Linked DNA regions of Gossypium hirsutum: region 1 is linked to region 2. Evidence: chromatin contacts called from public Hi-C data. All regions are on one chromosome and are shown on one strand. The core of a region is the stretch at or near the end of the contact, and the rest is flanking DNA. Distances in the headings are between cores, read along the strand shown.

Evidence for each region. A called contact is a pair of places that touch in the nucleus more often than the background predicts.
Region 1: a Hi-C map of leaf shows a contact between it and region 2, with 3 times the contacts expected there. The contact joins the promoter of LOC121219605 here to the promoter of LOC107886546 in region 2. A contact is called at or near these places in 2 of 34 Hi-C or Micro-C datasets (both in leaf).

The regions. Positions count from the first base shown.
Region 1 is chrA03:97,815,022-97,819,921 of Gossypium_hirsutum_v2.1, reverse strand. It overlaps LOC121219605 (ARM REPEAT PROTEIN INTERACTING WITH ABF2), which reads right to left and starts at 1,372. Exons shown (of 1, transcript XM_041098072.1): 1 at 1-1,372. The coding sequence starts at 1,012.
Region 2 is chrA03:96,982,101-96,987,477 of Gossypium_hirsutum_v2.1, reverse strand. LOC107886546 (plant intracellular Ras-group-related LRR protein 3) reads left to right here and starts at 3,678. Exons shown (of 3, transcript XM_016810539.2): 1 at 3,678-4,505; 2 at 4,880-5,046. The coding sequence starts at 3,933. LOC107886545 reads left to right here and starts at 183. Exons shown (of 4, transcript XR_001680791.2): 1 at 183-437; 2 at 583-1,070; 3 at 1,646-1,705; 4 at 1,808-3,056.

The DNA.
Region 1 (4,900 bases), core at 123-2,622, 830 kb before region 2:
AATACGGTCTATAACTATAGTTTCTCGAAGTCGATCCAGCAGAAGAAAATTTCTCCATTTCTTTATTGATCTGAACTATAGAATGAATACTTTGCTTACCCAACTGTGTCTTAGAATCTTCCACAAAAGTCTCGAACGATAACAAAGTGACCAACGGCCTAATCACATTCTCTCTGGCGAAATCCTCTTGAGCCACAGGGTCATGCTCCGCCATTCTCACCACTAGTTTTGCTACCGGAATTTGAACCTTCATAAGGGAATCTCCCAACACTTGAACCACAATTGGAACCCCCATTTCATCGACAATACTCCTAACTCTTTCCTGCTCGTTTGCTAAAACAAGAAGCGCATTAGCCGCTGCGATTTGGGCATCCGCTGAGCAGCTTTCTTTGAGAAGCTTTAACAAAGGAGGGATGCCGCCTTCTTCGACGGTTATCTTTTTGTTTCGGTCGTTGTCTCGAGCGAGAGAAGCGAGGTTATTAGCGGCTTCAATTCGATCGGTTAATTGGCCCATTTGGACGGTGGCGATGTAAGACCAAACCCAGGAAATAATCGGGTCGTTGCTGGCGATCGGGGGAAGGGAAAGGAAGATTCCGCTGGCAGTCCCGTTGTTCTCGGTGTCGAGGACTCCCATGAGCCACTTCATGTCGCCGATGGAAGCGTCCAGAAGGTTCAACACTTTGCGGAAATCGGTGGCACTCGTGATCCTCACGACTCGACGCAAGATGCTCTGCCTCTTGCACTTTCGGACTAAGGTGAGGGCTCGCTCTAGATTCTTGGAGACTTCGGAGACTACCCGGCGAATCGGGCGTTCGTAGAGGCATTGAACCGAGGTGGTGGAGCGGACCAGGGTTCGAAGCATTTGGGAAAGCCGATCTACTAGCTTCCCCACCTCCCCACAATCAACTTTAAACGACTCCGCCTCGTCCGCCGCCGCCCGAACTCGCTCAGCTAGCATAATCGGATACGACAGCTCATCCTCGATTCTTTTCTCCTCCGCCGATCCCATCATCAACTCAATAAGTTAATACGTTAGGTGAGTCCAGGGCGAGTCAAGAAGTAGAAAATCAATCAGCTTAGCTAGCTGCTACTGACGTTTCTTTTAGGAAGTCCTCTGCTCTTCTAGGGAATTGTGCTGTGTTTTTTTTTTACACCATTATTGGTATCCCACTTTCCACGCAGCGCGTGAATGGAAAAAACAACGATAGTAGTAAATGATAATAATAACAAATTAAAATGCACCAAAAGAAGATGAGGAGGAGTCAATTGATTAAGCTTCTTACATTTCGTAATAGGAAGGTGAAAAGCACTTGCTCCGAAGATCAGTTGAAAATTATTCCTTCTTTCCTTTTCATTTTCTTTTACTGGTTTCCGGTCAAAGCATACTTTTCCATCTATTTTTAATTTACCTCATTTTATATTACTTTAATTTTCCAATTACTTTCGCACCATCTTAATTCATACTGCAACTCAACACATTCTGATAATTAATACAACTGTAAGATTTTTTATCCCATATAGACAAAAACATATCCTGTAATTATATAAAAGAATTATGAGACTGGAAAGAAAGAAAAAAACCCTTAGCGGTTGACCCGATGATGTTATAGAAAAGATAAACAGAGTGATGAAATTTTCGAAGAAGACTTACTTCTGAATTGTTGACCACGCAATTTGTGTTCTATTTTCTGTGTTTAATTACTTTTCTTCCCAATACATTTAAGATAGATGGCATCTACTATTTTATTAATTAGTCTTCTAACAATTGACTCAGACATTCCTTGTCTAAGCACCCCAACACCCCATCAAATTATTTGATGATGAAATCTATTGAGCAATCTTCTGCAATTAATAAAATAATTCCAACAGCATTTTTAAGGGAAAAAATGGAGTGATAATTTTTACGACCGCCAATGTACTCAGACAAGAACTATCATTATTATTATTCAGAGGTTCAAACTACATTATGATCCTTTAACAGTAAAATAGAAATGTTGATGCTTACTCAATTATTTGATCTTTGATGAAAATAATATTGCTCACTCCTGAACTCCCTTTTGAACATATCAATTCAAAGGCTTAGCAATTATAATGTCTTGGATAGAGTTCGTTGTCATGTCATTTTCTTTCAGCTTCGTATCACTACTCTGTATACATTTCCTCACATGCATTCATGGTGCATAAAGTAGTATGGAGTTGTTTGTAGTTAAAGTTAGATTGTATTTTGGTTTTTTTTTATTTAAAAATTAGATAAATTTATTCTTTTTGTTAAAAAAATCATTTATTTGTGTTATTAAAAATTAGAATAACTGACGAAATAACTTGACAATGACATGTGACATGTCACATTTATCTTATGCTAATGTATAAGAACTAATTTTTAACAGTAAAAATGAATAGAATTTATAACAAAAGGATTAGTTTACTTTTTAATATAATGTATATAGACTAATTTACCTATTTTTTAATAGAGAAAGAAAATGTAATCTAAGTCTTAATATAAAAACCTTCATAAAATTTCTATTAAAATCTATCAATTTCTTATCAATTATGCGTTCACATCCTATTCAATTTGTAAAACAAATTATAAAGCTCAATGAATTAATACGAACAATATCTTACAAATGAGTATATATTTAGTATTATAGTTTTTTCTAGTTATTAGTGATTGGGGCGTCATTGAGCTAACCCAAGCTCGATCAATAAGAAGCTCAAGTTCTACTAGATATTCAAGGGTTGAAGTTTGGCTAGTTCAAACTTGATCGAGTTTCACTTAAATCTCAAGCTCAATTCGAGACTAAGATTAAACTACAAACTTTGCTTAATTAGGCTTGTTGATTATGCGAAAAAAAAAAAACCTCAATTCTCATGTTTGATTTCAAGTTGGATTATTTATGCTTTTTGAGTTAAAATCAACTTTCCAATACTAACTGCAATATGGGTCCACTTATTTAAGCTAGGCTAGATAATGGTCGATTGAATTCAAGTTATTATTCTTCTTGTCCCTTTTTTTTATAGCTAAAGCTAAGTAATTTGCAAATGAAAATGATTTGTATCCAAAATGTCCTTGGGTTTTGGGCATTTAAAATCTCAAGTTTACTCTCATAGTATTTTAAAATAAAATTTTAAAATTTTTTCTCATGTAAAAGTATTATTTTTCTCTATAAAAGTATATTTATTATGTTTAATTTCCCAATATACCTAGCTCAATACTCATTAGTTAACTTATTTATTTTTTATTTAACCCCCCCCCACAAAAAAAAGGCATAATTTAAGAAAAATTGAAACTTAATGAAATTTATCTTCTGTACTATTAATTAATGAAATCCATTTCACCGAAATATTACACTGAATCTTGATTTGATCTATTAATCTAAAAATGGAGTGAACAAGTTCAATTCATATTTAAATTTTTTATATATTTTACCCATCATTTTAAATTTTAATTCATATTAAATCATGAAATCTGCCCTTTTTCTTTCTTTCTTTTACATTCCTAATATTCTTTCTATATAAACCCAAGTTTATTTTTCTCTACAATGGTGGAGCCACTCGTAATTGTGAGGTCAATTAATTTCATAATTTTTTAAAAAAATACTTTATAAAAAATAATATAAGTAATAAATTAAGTTATTAACCCAATAACAATACTTGACACTCACTAACGTCCACAAACTTTAATCTTTTTTATTTTCTTTCAATATTAATAATTTTTTTTCATAAATTTTCAATCTTTCAATACTTTTTAAGTAGGTTTTTCTAATTTGATAACAATGCTTTTTTTTGTTCAAGCCTTATTGATTCATCTCTAAAAAAAATTAAATTGTGGCTTTACTTGTGATAAATTAGAATTTTTATGCAAGATTAAGTTTTTTTTATGGAATAATTTTGGGATAATCATTTTGTATAAGATTACTAATATTTTAATTGATTTATATATTTTTTAGAGAATATCAATACAAATTCTTGAAGAAATTAGGACTGATTGTTTGTATAATATTGTATTTATTGAATATAGATTAAAAATTATCGTTGCTAATGTGATTTTGTACATCTTGTGTTTGTGTTCATCTTGTGTTTTACATATTGTATTACGTAATTAATTATAGTCATAGTTGGTTAATTTGTTACTGTTTCAGTTAGAATGCTAGTTAGCTAGCCATAGTTGGTTATATATTCTTTCTTGTAAACTTCATTAATTAATGAATATTTTTCGAACAAATTCTTTCTTCCAATATGGTATCAGAGGCCTTCTCTTGAATTTTTTTTATTTTTTTGTTTTCATATTTCATTTTCTTGGCATTTTCTCACCAACCAAACATTTTTTTTTATTTCTTAAGTTTCAACATGATTTCTATGATTGATCAATTTGACAATGGTAATAATCTTTATTACTTGGATCAATCTGATAATCTAAGGTTGCTTTTGGTTTCTCAAACATTATTGTCTGACAATTACAACACTTGGCGTCATTCCATGATTATGGTGTTATCAACCAAGAACAAATTGGGTTTTGTTGATAAATCTGTTGTTTGACTAGAATCTTTTTTAGTTGATTGTCTCAATGCTTGGACATGAACGAACAATCTTGTCACTTCATGGATTATTAATGCTATTTCAAAGGATATCGCTGCTAGTTTATTGTACCATACTTTTACAACATAGATTTGGAAGGATATTGAATGTAATAACCCATTTTTCAGAGGTTTCAAAACATTGTTCTCTTATGATCGAGTATGTAAGTATTATTAATTAATATTTACGAGTAAATTATAATATTATATTGAAATTTGATCTAACGAATTTGTTAATTGGATAGTTAGTTAGGGTACAAGTGTTTTGACTCTAAAGTCAGTGATGTCAAAAAATAAAGCGTCGAGACCTTGTTTTTGAAAATTGA
Region 2 (5,377 bases), core at 2,429-4,928:
AACACCGAAGAAAACGGGTGAATGAGCTTTTGAACTTTGAAATATGAAAAACAAACAAAAAGAAAAGAGATTGAAACTTTTACCTTAAGAAAGGGAATCTATGACGTAAGCAGGGTGGGACCCTTCTTCACAATTTCACCCCTCCCTCCCTCGTTTCCTAAACTCTATAAATAAGGTTTCAAGAACACCAAACCTAGGCTTGAAGACGCCACCAGACAACAAAACATACCATCTTTCCCCGCCGCCTTCTCCTCTTCAACCTCCTCTGCCTTCCACTCTCAACTACCCTCCAAAAAGCATGGTTGGAACTAAAACCACCATCAAGTTCCTCTGTAGTTACGGCGGAAAAATCGTCCCTCGTTACCCTGACGGCAAACTCCGTTATTACGGCGGTGAAACCCGTGTCCTCGCCGTCGATCGCTCCATTCCCTTCTCTGGTCTGTATTTTCTTCTTTTTCTTTGTTTCTTATATAATTGTTTCTACGCGTTTAGTATTTAAAAATAAACTAGTTAAAAGGGCGCTGTTTTAAGCTTTGGAAAATTGATGAGGAATGAAATAAATGTATATCATCATTGGTACAGAGCTGTTGGTGAAGATGGGAGAGATGTATGGGTCAGCGGTGAGCCTACGTTGCCAATTGCCTACAGAGGATTTAGACGCGCTGGTTTCGATCACTTCCGATGAGGATCTCGTGAATCTCATCGAGGAATACGATCGGCTAGCGTCGCCACCATCTTCTATAAAGATCAGAGCTTTTCTTTCGCCTCCGAGATCCACCAAAAAAGATGTTTCTCCGCCTTCGTCATCGGCTTCGTCTTCAAAGTCGTCATCTACATCCACTCCTAGATACTCCTGCATACGCCAGATCTCGAGGACTCCCGTTGCCTATCCTCTTCGCTCGGAAAAATCTGCGGGGAAGATGATCCCTTACTATGGTTACCATGTTCACCATGGCAACCCTAGCCATATTTACCTTATTAACAGCGGGAATCACTGGCAATAGCAGAAGATCGAAACAAACGAGGATCATATAGTTTATTAATCCGTTATGGTCCTGGGCGAAGAACAAGTAAAAAACAATACTACCCATAGAAAAAAAAAGAAAAAAAAAACGTTAGCTTTATGATTATGTATTTGAAACTGTAAATCCGTAAAGGAGAACTGCTTTTGATGAATGAGTGGCCATTAATTAATTCTCAACTCCTTCGTTTTGAATCTTTTCAAAAAAAAAAAAAACCCCAAAAATTTTTCCCATTCGTGGATTGTTTGTTGGTCCAATTCCTTTTCACTTCAACTTTTTACAGCTTCCCCGAATTCTCCGTTCCGTTCTATTTCCATTTGCACGCAATCATTAAAACAGTAGGTTTTTTTTTCTCTAATGTCAGGTGCCAGAATTTTCGTCCCATCTTCTTTATCCTCAACCCTATTTAATTTAACACGTGTGCCCCACACGCTTTCGCCGGCATTTATCTTCGTCCGTTTTCCTTTCGTATTTTTCGTGTCTACATTTTTTTTTTGTGTTCTAATCTTCTTTTTTTCTTTTTGTCGCCACTTTTCTTTTATATATCATATATAATATATTGAGTGCTTTATGCTTTTGATTACGTATGATGGAGTTTTATTTTCGGTTTTGTGATATTGCAGGTTAATGAAGATACTAATTGGGGCGATCTTTGAATTATCTGAGTTAGCAATGGGTGGAAGGTAAGTTGCTTTTACTTGATTCTTTTTTACCTAATATCGATTAGGGGCAAGACATGAATAACATCAAGTCCAGAGATTTCTTAGTTTTGAGGTGATTGGCAGCTTTGAGTGGAAGAATCGGGATGTTCTGAAGAAACGGTGCTTTGGGTTTTCACTTGAAGATAATTTTGTTGATGGTGGTGCTAAGCAATGGGCCATAGTTAACTCCTGATCAGTGATTTTTTGTTTGTTTGTTCATTTATGAGCCAAATTGGATCATCTCTTTACTTGCAAATGGGCAACAAGCACCGGAGCAATGGTGGTTTCCGATATCAAACAAAATTCCAAGTAGCAATTGCAATAAATTGTGGAAGCATAGGAGGGACCATTGGAAGAATCAGATGAATGGAGTCATGACTGGAATTTATTGAACACCAGGCAATGGACAAAACATGTCCCCCCCTTGACAGCTGGTATTTTAACCGATGAAGAAGATGCACTCAAAGGATCTAAATATAGTAGTGGGACACAATAATTTCCTTGGAATAAAGCTAAAATATATTCACAACAGAAACAGAATAAAGAGTTCCCTTCAATCCAAGACACAAAATGAACAAGTACAATATAGGAGAGAGGACTGTAGATATTGGATTAAATTTTAAAAAAAGTCTCCAACTCCAGCTGAGCTGAGTTTTAATTAATTAAAAGAAGTAAGAGGTTGTGATTTCTGGTTCAAAGGAAGGGTCGCCAGTGTCGCATATAATCTTGCAGAGATAATATGAAAGGGTGTTTATTTATCAAATATTAAAGTCGAAAATGAAAGAGTTTGATGATTCTATGTTATCATCTTTCGGGGATAAAGATAAAGTGGTTTTAAGGTTATCCCTACCATGTGCCCATCTTTTTTTTTTATCCTCCTAATGTATATGATTGATTTCCCTTTTATTTACATCAAACAAACCATACTACAGAGGATGCTAATGGAGAAAGCATGAATTTGGGAAGTCTATTTTGGACAAGGAGCAGTGGGTTCATTATTAAAAAAAGAGAATGGTGTAGCCATCACGGATCCCACATGCGTCTAATCTTCCATTTGAAAACTGTGATCGGGTCTGATATTGGCGACGTTAAAGCCTTTGATTCTTGATAATGGACCAAGAGGCCAGGGTGTGTATGGATGGCTGGCTGGCTGACTCAAATCCTCAAATCCTCATCACGCTTCTGTTTTCTGTGGCATTTATACGCAACTTGTATATAATTTTGTTTATAATTAGTATTTTAATAACTTCACCCTTATATTTTATGTTCAATAATGTATACCAAATTTTGAGTCAATTAAAATTGTATAATAAAATATTTTTATGTGATGAAATATTGACTATTAATTATATAATGATAAATATCATATGTTAATTGATATGATAAAGATATTGGATTAGTTCAAAATTTTTTAAGTGGAGGATAAATACAATTATTATTAATTGAGTTGTTATAATATAAAGGTAAAAAGAACTTTACAATCTTCCCCAATTTCAAAATTGAGCAAATTTGTCCTTCTAAAAAATTCAGAGTTATTTAATCTCTATCAATTTGATCCTAATTTATTAAATTTATTTCGCACAAATATTGAGGCTAAATTTATTTATTTTTTTTAAATGAAGGCCAAAATGAAAAATAATATAAACATTGAAGGTTAAATTTACTATTATATAAATTAAAATTATGTATAATTAATGGAAAACATTAATACTTTGATTATTGTCTTTAATTGCTCACTTTCAAAATTGACAATAGTAAAATTGCTCCAACTTTCTTTTACTAAATATAAATTATGTAAGTGTCTTATTTTATGTAAATCAAGTTTGGAACCTTAATAATAACCGTAATAATAAAATGTATTGTTGGGGGGGGGGGTTGATGGTGGGTCATTCTATGAAGCCTTTCCTTCCAGAGCCACCAATAAATGAAAAGCCCATTAGGAACCCACTGTTAGCTCAGAAATTAAGAACCCAAAGGCAAAGTATAGAATGTGATGATGTGAGCAAAGGAAAGCGGTAGACCAGGTCCAGCGTATGCCAGAAGTACCTTTTGGCATTCGGCGTTGCGATGCTAACTGCTAACCGAGAGACACTACTCATCAGCTCCATGAGTCATTGCTGTTCACTACTCTCTCGTCGTTCTCACACGTCAATGCTCCTCCCTCCACCTGACCCTGTTTCCTTCATCCCTGCTTCCTTCAATCACCTTAATGGATCCTAATCTTTCAAAGTTCCCCATTTTGTCCTACATCTTCTCCCAACAAGATCCTTACAATTACCCATCACTCCCTCCCCAAATCCGCCAGGATCTACTCACCCGTTTCCCCCATTTACCCGATCCATCAATCCTTGCTTCACTTTCCCGATCCATCCCCACCTCCGTCACTCAAACCCATTCCCTCCTACGCTCCCTAGGACCTCGACCCGATCCATCAGCTGTCTCCGCTGCTCGTTCCAAGATTACCCACATTCAAGAAACCCAATCTTCCTTACAGGAGGCCGACATATATAAGACCGTGCTTAGATTGGAAGGCTTGCACGAGGATTATGAGAGACAGTTGACTGAGGTGGAGGAGAATCTGGGTCGTTTGTATTGCTCAGCTGTCGAGCAAATGAGCGGCGATGATGAAGTAAATGAGGATGTTGTGAGGATATTGAAAGAAGCTGAGAATGGGGTGGTTGAAAGAGTTGAGCTTTCTGGAAGACAGTTGAGGCTATTGCCTGAGGCCTTTGGTAAACTTCACGGTTTGGTTTATCTCAATCTTTCCAATAACCAGATAGAGGTATTATATGTTTATTTTCATTATCTTTTCTTCTGTTTATGCCAAATTGATCCAAGGCTTGATGAAATTGCGAAAGTTGTGATGTTTAAGCTAAGAACTATAGTAGCTACGTTATGTTCCTTTGATCAACACTATACCAATTGATAAACTAAATACTTGGATTCTTTCCTTTTTCGCTATTCAATTAAAATTGCTTTATCTCCTGTTCTAAAAGTATGGCGTATTTCATGAGACTGAGGATATTGGTATATTTTCTCTGTTTTGCACAAAGAACTGCTGCTTATGGTCTTCACTACTTTACATATGTAAATTGTTTAACTGTATACAATATGGGTAGACGCTTATGTACTAGTGTTTTTGTGCTTGGGAACCAGGTCATTCCTGATTCGATTGGAGGACTAAAGAAACTTGAGGAGCTTAATGCATCCTCCAATCATTTGCAACATCTGCCTGACTCCGTTGGTTTGTTGCTTAATCTGAGGATCCTCAATGTCTCGGGAAACAAGCTAAATGCCCTCCCGGAAAGCATTGCACGATGCAGGTATTATACTATTTTTTGTTCACTCTTGCTGTTCCAGGAGTGAAATGCAAACACCAATCCTGATAAAGTAGGAATGAGTAAAACGTATCTGTTTTGAAAGCCAAACGTGCCCCCTTGCCAGTAAAAGAAGTTTGTCAGTCTATTAATCTAATTTGTCTCTACGCTGCACCAACCCCCTGTTTTAACAAATTAAACCCTAAACCATTAGAGCAAAAAAGAGCTGTAAATTCTAGCTAAACATCTGTATTCATCAAAAAAAATATTCTCTTTCTCTAATGTAGAAGTTCAGCCTTCCTCTTCAAATGTATTGGAAAAGAAAATACACACAGTG